2 separate regions of the Gossypium hirsutum genome follow, and region 1 is linked to region 2. The links are chromatin contacts, called in public Hi-C maps. All regions are on one chromosome and are shown on one strand. The core of a region is the stretch at or near the end of the contact, and the rest is flanking DNA. Distances in the headings are between cores, read along the strand shown.

Region 1 (4,856 bases), core at 935-3,434, 120 kb after region 2:
CATGGAATTGGCTAAAAATTTTTGGTATATGTTGTTTAATATTGCTTATAGGAATGACCCAAAAAGAGGTGGCAAGTTGGCTTAAACCAAGCCTGCATTGTGCCACACGATCAGGGAACATGGGCGTGCCTTGTGGCCGTGTATGCAAAGCAGTAACCTCTTAAGACCACATGGTTATGACACATGGGCGTGTCATATGGCCGTGGGCTTAAATTAGTAGCTAGCTAAGTATCACACGGCCATGGCACACCGCCGTGTCTGTTGGCCGTGTGTAAAAGTCAGTATATATACTCTATTTTGGCACAGTTGGATCACATGGGTGTGTCTGGTGCCCGTGTAAGGCACATGGCCTGGTCATACGGGCGTGTGACCTCAACAGAATTGAAAAATATTTTCTAAGTTTTGAAAATTCTGAATGTGTTCGGTTTAGTCCCAACCTTTTCTAAATGTATGTCTTAGGTCTTAGAGACCTCCATAAGGGATGAATTGTTGATTTTGCTTATGCATTAATATTATGTGATATCTGTGATTCTGTATTGATCTGTAATGTTCTGTTTGTTTGGTAATACCCTTACCTATTCCGGCGACGGTTACAGGATAGGGGTGTTACTTTTTCCTAATTGGTACCTAAACTTTTTTTGGTCCAATTTGGTACCTAAACTTGATAGTTTTTCTTAAGTTGGTACTTAAACTTTTTGGGGGTCCAATTTGGTACTTGAACTTGACTCTTTTTCCTAATTTGGTACCTAATCTTTTTTTTGTTCGATTTGGTACTTGTCAAACATTTTACCAATTACTTCAATATACTAACAATGTTATTTAATAATCAATGTATGACCGACATGTGAAAGATGATATGATATTTTTTGTGTTTTATATGTTCAATTACTTTTAGTTTTAATTAATTAATTAAAAATAATAAATTTCTTTTAATTTGGGGTTTTTAAAAATCTTTTTTTTTCTTATTTAATATAAATTCGTTAAGCATAGCCCAATACCTATTTTTTGACATAAATTTCCTCTAATACTGACAATATATTTGTAGCATAACATAAAATTTATTTTTTGCGTAATTTGTATAACGTTTAATAAATTTAGGTACCAAATTGGGCCTAAAAAAAGTTTAGGTATCAAATTAGGAAAAAGTGTAAAGTTCAGGTACCAAATTGGGCCAAAAAAAGTTCAGGTACCAAATTGGGACAAAAAAAGTTTAGGTACCAAATTAGAAAAAAGTGTCAAGCTTAGGTATCAAATGTTATATTAAGCCTTTCGAAAATGAGCAAATTGATCACTTTCAAAAAAAAATTCAAAATATTTTTTAAAAATCAAAATATTTATAAAAAAAATCAACTTTTCATATATATTTTTAAAAATTAAAAATTAAAAATTCTAAAAAAATTTTAAAAATGCTTAAAAATTAAAATAATTAAAATAATAATTTTGATGATCTAAACAAGTAAATTGCCAATTTAAGCTTATCATACTAAAATACCTTTTTTTATTATTTCACTTTAAAAGAGTTTCTAAATATATATGATTTTAAATTTATATGCTTAATATGGAACTAGTTATATATTGTAACAAGATTTTATTTTGATAAGTTTAATTTTTTAATTTAACTGAAACAATTTCACTCGACTCAATTCAAAAAAAATTAATTGAATTAGGATGATAAAATATAACTTATCAACTCAAATTCACTTAATTTTACCTGATTTAATCCAACTTCACCCTATGTACTATAGAAAATGCAACTCTCTCTAATTTTTAACCCTCGGAAATTAGCATCCCGTGGAAGAAATTTCACTTAATGGATAGCAAGAAAGCAAGGTAAGAAGTCTTAACTCTTATATTGCTAAATCAGTAACATTTAAAATTGGAAGATATTTTAAAGAGCGTAGGAGTATATACGTAAGTAGGAATAAGAAGCATGGGAAGGACAAGGGGCTGGACTTGGTGGTTAGTTCTCAAGCAAGTAGTATAGAGAAGAATTAGTTTGGTTGGAAGCTTGAAAAAGTTGACGAAGGCAGGTGAGAGAGAAAGAGGGACCATGATGTCCTTTGGGAGGGCAACATTGGGGTTTTAAACCCAATGCGTTGCCTTCAGGGATGTCTTGTGACCTCATTTTCAGACCCCCCCCCCCTCATCCCAAAACCATACCCATCTCTCAACTTTGTCCCCACAACCCCACATGACTTTGTTTCTCAATCTCCTTGAAAATCTATTGGCTCACCATATATACCCTCCTTACCTCTTTTAAACACACCTCTCTTTTTCCTCTCAACTCTTATTTGCAATCCCAAAAGAGAATGGCTATCAGCAGGAAATCAAACAAATTGGCACAAACAGCAATGATAAAGCAAATCCTGAAAAGATGTTCCAGCTTAGGGAAGAAACAAAGCTACGCTGATGAACAAGGACTCCCTTTGGATGTCCCGAAAGGTCATTTTGTGGTATATGTTGGTGAAAACAGAAGCAGATATATAGTTCCCATCTCCTTCTTGACCCGACCCGAGTTTCAAAGCTTGCTTCATCAAGCTGAAGAAGAATTCGGGTTTGATCACGACATGGGCCTCACCATTCCTTGTGAAGAAGTTGTTTTCCAGTCTCTAACGTCCATGCTCAGATAATAAGACTGTTTTTATATGGTTAGGCTTTTAAATGGAGGATATATATGAAATTAAGGTGAAGCTGCTTCATTGCTTCTCTTTTTATTAGATTTTCCCTTTATTATTTTTCTTTATTATTTTTTTTTGTTAACTGATATGACCCAAAAACCCATGAATATTGTTTGATTTTATGTGGGTTTTTTTAGATTTGTAAATCTGAGAAAAACTTGAAATATTTTCCTCACTGAGGTGTGGCTTGTATGTATTATCAACTACCAATGTACCTGTGAGAGAGTGAAAATTTATCAAGGATTTGGGGCCATTCTTTTTATCTTATTTTCTTTCCTATTTTTCTACCCAATTGAACAGTTAAACCGTTAAGGACTGTTATAAGAAAATATATATATGTACATCAGATAGCTGATTCGAATATTTTGCCAGACATGAAATGAAACCAAAACGAATATTAAAACAAAAAAAAAATGAAATTAAGAAAAGAAAATTAAAAAGGTTAAAACAAACAAAGTTAGCTTCTTTTTTTGTTTGTGTTTGGTGAAAGACCTTTGGTGAACAAAAAAAGCTAAAAAGAAAGAAAAAAAAATATACTTGTGCTGGTTTCCATTGGTCATTGCCAACATCCAATCTTATTTAAGTTTCACTTCTTTTTCCCACCACACACAATGTGCATCACTCAGCTGTCTGTAACAGTAAACTGTAAAGTAGCAGTGTGTATATCTAGATGCATAACTCAGTAATTTTTTATTTAAATTTATTCAACGATTCAAATTGCCCATAAATATCATTGAAAAATATTAAAAAACATATATTTTGTTTAATAACGGTAGCTTTGAAAAGTATAATTAAATAATCATAAAATGTAAAGTGTAATGATAAAATATATTACATGTCTACGAGAGAGATGCAATGAAGAGGAGAAGCTAAAAACTTTAAACATTTATCGTAAAACGGATATAAAAAATATAAAAAAATCACTAGTGATTAATGAATTATAGGTGGGATTTTAATTAAAATTTTTGATGTTTTCCTAAAGTTATAGTAATATCAAACTGAAACAAAGATTTAAGCGAAACAAAAATTGAAAAAAGTTGTAATAAAAAAAAATAAAAGAAGCTTGATAGATTTGGTGTTAGTTTAAATGCTACTTTAAATGACATTAACTGGATTGGGGATTTCTTTATTTAATGGAATGCATGCGGCCGTACGTTGAATGTATACAATATGGTTGGTTTACGATTTAGGTTTTGCTTACAAGGACTAGCCTTTACTTAAGACTTCAAAATTGGAATATAAAATTTTACGTGGATAATGTTTCGGTTTAATTAGTTACACCCATTAATTTATATTCCGCGTTAAATAGGAGTTTGTCCATGCAATCCTAATAATTAGGGGAAGAATGAATCATAAAATGAAGACAAAGGTTCACAGGGGTAATAGTATATTATGAATCTCTGGGATCAATTTTTGTTGGAAAAAGTTAAGGTTCAAATCTTATTTGTAAATTAGGGTTTGGTGAATTTTGTTTTTATGTGTTATTTTTCCATTCCATCTCTCATGTTTAATCTAATCTAATAATATTGTCTCTTTCAATTCCTCCAAAAACTAAGATTTTCTGCAAATCAAGTATCTTCTACCCAAAAACCTTTAAACTCTGGATAATTTATTCTACTTAAAAAATATTATTTATCTCCGTAAAGCTTAATTGTCTTAAATGATAAAATCCAGATTTTAGGATTTTAATGTTCAATTAATTATTCAATTCCTTGTAGGTTGCAATTTCTTATAATTTGTGTATAATTATGAGTTATAATTTTAAAAATCCAAATAAAAAAAATGTAGTATTTACCTTATTTTAAAAAAATATATTCACATTAATTTTTAATTAAGTCTAATTTTCAAAGTGGGCAGCTGTGAAGGATTAAAATGTAGGTGATTAGTAGATAAAATGATAAAAAATGCTTTAAATCCCAAATTGCTTAACAGCAAAGATCAACTCAATAGTGTGATTAAGACAATCATAAGTGTAAGTATTATCAAAATTAAAAACTCCATGTGATTGTATCAAATCAAGTGGTTACAATGTCGTTTTAATATTTGTAATATTTGTAATTAAAGTATTTATCGGAGCGAGCCTAGTCACTAATCATTTGTATTTTGTAGACCAATTAAGGGGATAGATTTTGACCACGAATTTTAAAGATATTCCATATCTGAAGCAAAGATCGAATC
Region 2 (5,131 bases), core at 1,250-3,749:
TATTAGTTTTATAAAAAGATAAAAGTTATTCAATTGTCAATATAATATAATAATAAACAATAAAAAATATTTTCATAAATTTATATACATATCATATAATAATAAATTTTATCTACAACTAAAAATTTAATTATTTTTATATAAAGGGACTCTATTATATATATAATTTATTATTTTATAAGACAAATTTGAATTGCGTTGTTACATTTGAAATTAAACTTAAAAACTATAAAATTATTTGAATCCGAAAGAGTCCAAACTTGAAAAAAATCTGAATCCAATAAAATTCAAACCGGCTGTCTGTTTATGGTATAGTTGATGATATGTAATGGAAGTGTGAATATACACTATAATCTCACTGTAGATTTCAAAATTTGAGGTTTCTATAAAATCTAAATTTAACCTGAAATATGTTCCAGACTTGCAGTTTTTATGATAATTCTGACTTTGGATTGAATGTCCAAGAGTCTACTAGGAAAGCTTCCCTTATTAGTATCCTTTTCAACCAACCATATTTAACTCAACTTCACATTTTCCCCTTCGGGTTTAATATTTTAAAAGCTTATATTCCCCTCACTGCATGACATTACAGTCTTCATCCTTTTATCTTGTCACTGATCTTTCGGCTTCAACTCAAATCATCGATAAGGTTCGACGATGGGGGTGGCTTCGCCCCCTCTTAACAATAACTCCAGCTGATCGCCTATCTGGCCAACCAATAAAAGATGGTGAGAGAGCCTTCACCTGAGGAACACATGTATGCGTTAGAATTGAGTGACCTGAATCCTTATTAAAATAAAATAGTATGGTAAAATAAAATAAAAGTAAAATCTATATACAACTACACTTCTTTTATTTTATTTTAAAATAAGGTTTTTAAACCTTATTACATTTCATCTATTTGATATATATTGATTAGAATAATGTGTTTCAATCTTATTACAATTTTTCTATTAGAATATGATTTTATAAACTTATAAATAAACATAGTCTACTCCTCTTGTAATCATTCGAATTTAACTTAATGAATTATCTTTTCTTCTATCCGTGACTTTTTCCCGAAAGGATTTTCACGTAAAATCTTTGTATTCTTTATTTTTTTCTCTTTTCTTTGCAATACATTATCATTATCGACGTTTTATTTTTCACATCATGTCAGCGGCCAAAAATAAGAATCTACTATTGGAAGATTTTTGATACAGATAGTTGCCATGTGTAGTTATAAATTTTGTTGACAGTCATAATTTTCAGTCATTAAAATGTCTGCCTTTTAACTTTTAACTGTCTTCCCATGGCGCAAAAGCTACCCAAATTTCCTCGAAACTTCGAGGCTCGTGGTTAGGACGTCCCATACACAACAAACCATCCACCCAGCTGGCTTGGACCACTTGCAATATAATTCTTGCACCCTGAAATAGCATGCAAAGCACCAGAACTTATGATAATACAGAGTCGTGTAGCAGACCATCAACTGAAACATAGCATTTATTGCTTCCTTTTGTCTTACACACTACATGTGCTTCATCTCCCCGTTTAATTCAAAGGTACCATCCGTAAGGTCCTTTCCGTCCATGGTTCATATAGAAGCGAGCTTAGCTGTAAAAATGGGGCCAGCACCCCTTTTTTCTCATTTCTTCATCACACCCTTCAATATATTCAATTTTAGGAGTAGGTTTCCAAAAGTTTGTGCTTTCATTTCCCTTTGTCAAATGTGTGGTTTAGACTCTGTTAGTGTTGCATTTGGAACTCCATACATATATACATGGTCTTTCAGGGTATTTGTTGTAAGGGTCACATTCTCTTTGTTTTCTTAATTAGAATAAGATCATCTGGTTTGTTAAGTATTCCCTTTGTGTATATATATATATTTACAGATTAGGGAAGTCCATGTTTGCAATTTAGAATAAGGGATACAACGTTGTATACTATAGGTAAGGAGATGAGAGGTTGGTGGATGAACCTTTCTGCTCCCTAATTTAGACAAAAGGGAACATGGGCTTCATGTGCGTCGACCCTTTTAACGTGACGCTATTTTCTTCCACACTAGAATTAAATTTTTACCTCACCTTCAAATCAAAGCCCCTACCATAAATAGTCACTGAATCATACCTTAATATTATCTACTAATTGAATGAAATACCTTAGCATTGTTGAATGCTAATGATGTGTGCATGAGGGGTAAAACTCTATGAATTTGACCAGAAATAATACATGAATTTCGACGTGATTTTATTGAAGCATGTACATTCCCAAAAAGAGGTTTTATGTCTAGATAGAAAATTGTGGAGGCTATCGGGAGGCTAGTTAGAAAAGTAGCTAAGTTGGATTTCTAGACTGATAACTGAACCAGAGGTCGATTCGCTGTTTGGCTGTGTTTATCAACCTCAAGAAGCCCCTAGTGTCTCAGGTTGTGGTCGATAGCGCCGTTCAATGGGTGGAATATAAGGCTATTCCGATAGTTTGTTTCTTTTGAGGTAAGTAGAGGCATGTAAATGATTTATGCTCGTCGACGGCTGTGTATCCAAATCTGGAACGTTCTATTGATGTGGTGGCTGCAAACTCAGGCAAAGATGTCGGAGGAGTTGTTGTTAGAAATCAAACCAACTTTTCAAGGTCAAAATTTGCAACTAAAGAAGTCATATCCAAATTGGGTTCTACCTCATACAACTTGGTTTTCAAATTGAATACAACTTTACAAATTGGATAATGCTGAAATTTCAAGGATAATGGCAGCAAACATTGGAGAGTCTTACACGGCAGGGAAAAATGGGCTGATTATGTCTATATATATATGTATAATTTGTGTGTGTGAGTGCTGAAAAATTAACTAGTATTGAGAAAAAAAATGTTGTGAGTATAGAAAGAAAAACTAGCTGCAACTAGTATAGGGAGAAAAAATAAAAGAGAATTTGTATTATATTTTATTTGTGTGTAATAAAATTAGTATTTGAGTTATTTTTTTATTACTCTTCCAACAAGTGGTATTAGAGTTAGGTTCGTGTTGACGTCACAATGGCAAATATGATTCAACCGCAGATCCCGAAATTAACAAAGACAAATTATGGCAATTGGAGCATCTAGATGAGGGCTTTGCTCGATTCTCAAGATTGTTGGGACATTATCAAAGAAGGATATGTCGAGCTCGAAAATGCAGCTGCCGAAGCAGGTTTGACAAATGAAGAAAAAAGAGTATTGAAAGAAGCTCATAAAAAAGATAATAGGGTGGTGTTCTTTATTTTTCAAGGTGTTGATGAATCAACCTTTGAAAAAATTTCAAATGCGAAGACATCAACGAAGCATGGGAAATTTTGTAAAAATCCCTTCAAGGAGCAAAAGAGGCCAAAAAGGTACGTTTACAAACCTTTAGAGCCGAATTTGAGACGTTGAAAATGAAACCATCAGAAAGTATTGATGATTATGTTATTCGAGTGAAAGCGGTGGTAAATGAAATGAAAAGAAATGGAGAAACACTTGATGATGTCAGAGTAATGGAAAAACTTTTGCAGTCATTGACACGCAAATTTGATTATGTGTTGGTTGCCATTGAAGAGTCAAAAGATTTATCAAAAATATCAATCGACGAACTTGTGGGTTCCCTCCAAGCCCATGAGCATAAAATGAAGCTAACTGATGATACTGGAAATTCGGACCAAGTCTTGCAAAGCAAGTTGTCCTTCAACAAAAGAGGAGCTAAAGATAATTTTGGACAAGGTATGAGCAATCGTGGAGGATACCGTGGAGCATATAGAGGCAGAAATAGAGGTGGACGAGGATCACGTGGACGAGGCAATCAATCATATGGTAAAGTCTAAACAAGTGACGAATATCAAACATCAAGTTATGGACAAGGAGCTCGAGGCCGAGGTCGAGGCAGAGGTAGATTTCAACAAGGAAATAAATCTCAGGTACAATGTTATAATTACAATAAATATGGCCATTGTAGTTAAGAGTGTAGATCAAATCCAAAGATGGAGGAGAGAAATCATGTAGCAGCAGCTAAAGAAGAAGAAAACGTGGAATCTAGTATATTCCTCACTTATAAAGAAAGTGAAAAATCAAGAAAAAATATTTGGTATCTTGATAATTGTGCTAGCAATCACATGCGTGGCCGAAAAGACTTATTTTCAGAGTTGGATGAGAACATTCATGGACAAGTAACGTTTAGAGATGAATCGCATGCCACGGTCAAAGGCAAATGCAAAGTCACTATTACATAATAGAATGGAGAAAAGAAGTTCATTTTAGATGTTTATTACGTACCAGCTTTGAAAAGCAACATTATCAGCCTTGGACAACTTTTAGAAAAAGGATATGAAGTACATATGAAGAATTCTATGCTCGCCTTAAAAAATAAGAGTGGTGAATTAATTGCCCAAGTTGATATGACGCATAACCCTTTGTTTACTATTGACATTGAATCTGGAGAGGTGAAATGCATGAAGAATACAACTAAAGATGAATCATGGTCGTGGCATTTAAGGTTCGGGCATCTTGGATTTTCTGGCCTGAAGCTATTGTCAAAAGAAAATATGGTGAATTGGTTGCCAGAAATTAATCCTCTTGATCAACTGTGTGAAGCCTGCATTAAAGGAAAACAACACAGACAGAGTTTTGAAGTGGGAAAACCTCGACGAGCCAGGAGACCATTGGAGATCGTGCACTTCGATATAGTAAGTCCTTTTGATATACATCACTTGGTGGAAACAGGTACTATGTTACTTTTATTGATGATTTTATTAGAAAAAGTTGGATATATCTTCTTAAAACAAAATTAGAAGCATTTGACAAGTTTATCGAGTTCAAAGCCATGGTAGAAAAATAAAGTGAACATTTCATTAAGATACTCAGAACCAATAGAGGTGGTGAGTATAATTCAAAGCTATTTGAAAGCTTCTGCAAGAAACACATAATTATTCACCAGTTGACAACTGTGTACAAACCATAACAAAAAGGGGTTGCTGAAAGAAAGAACCGCACTATTCTTGATATGACAAGAAGCATGGTTAAAGGTAAGCATTTACCAAGAACTTTCTAGGCTAAAGCTGTTCAATATGCTGTTTATTTGTTGAACCGGTGTCGAACAAAAAGTGTGAAATACAAGATGCCAAACGAAGCTTGGAGCAATCAAAAG

The links. Hi-C and Micro-C count contacts between places; a contact is called where the count stands out from the background.
Region 1: a contact with region 2 is called in a Hi-C map of leaf, with 1.9 times the contacts expected there. The contact joins the promoter of LOC107917540 here to the enhancer-like site in region 2. A contact is called at or near these places in 3 of 34 Hi-C or Micro-C datasets (all in leaf).

Annotation. Positions count from the first base shown.
Region 1 is chrA01:22,363,743-22,368,598 of Gossypium_hirsutum_v2.1, forward strand. LOC107917540 (auxin-responsive protein SAUR50) reads left to right here and starts at 2,185. Exons shown (of 1, transcript XM_016846869.2): 1 at 2,185-2,940. The coding sequence starts at 2,310. The coding sequence ends at 2,630.
Region 2 is chrA01:22,246,377-22,251,507 of Gossypium_hirsutum_v2.1, forward strand. No RefSeq gene overlaps it. Among protein-coding and RNA genes, the nearest start is that of LOC107916789, 20 kb to the right of the region's middle. Within about 2 kb of position 2,500, at least 4 of the 9 cell types and tissues checked have an H3K27ac peak or open chromatin away from gene starts, as enhancers often do. A contact at or near this core is called in leaf, where this site is marked.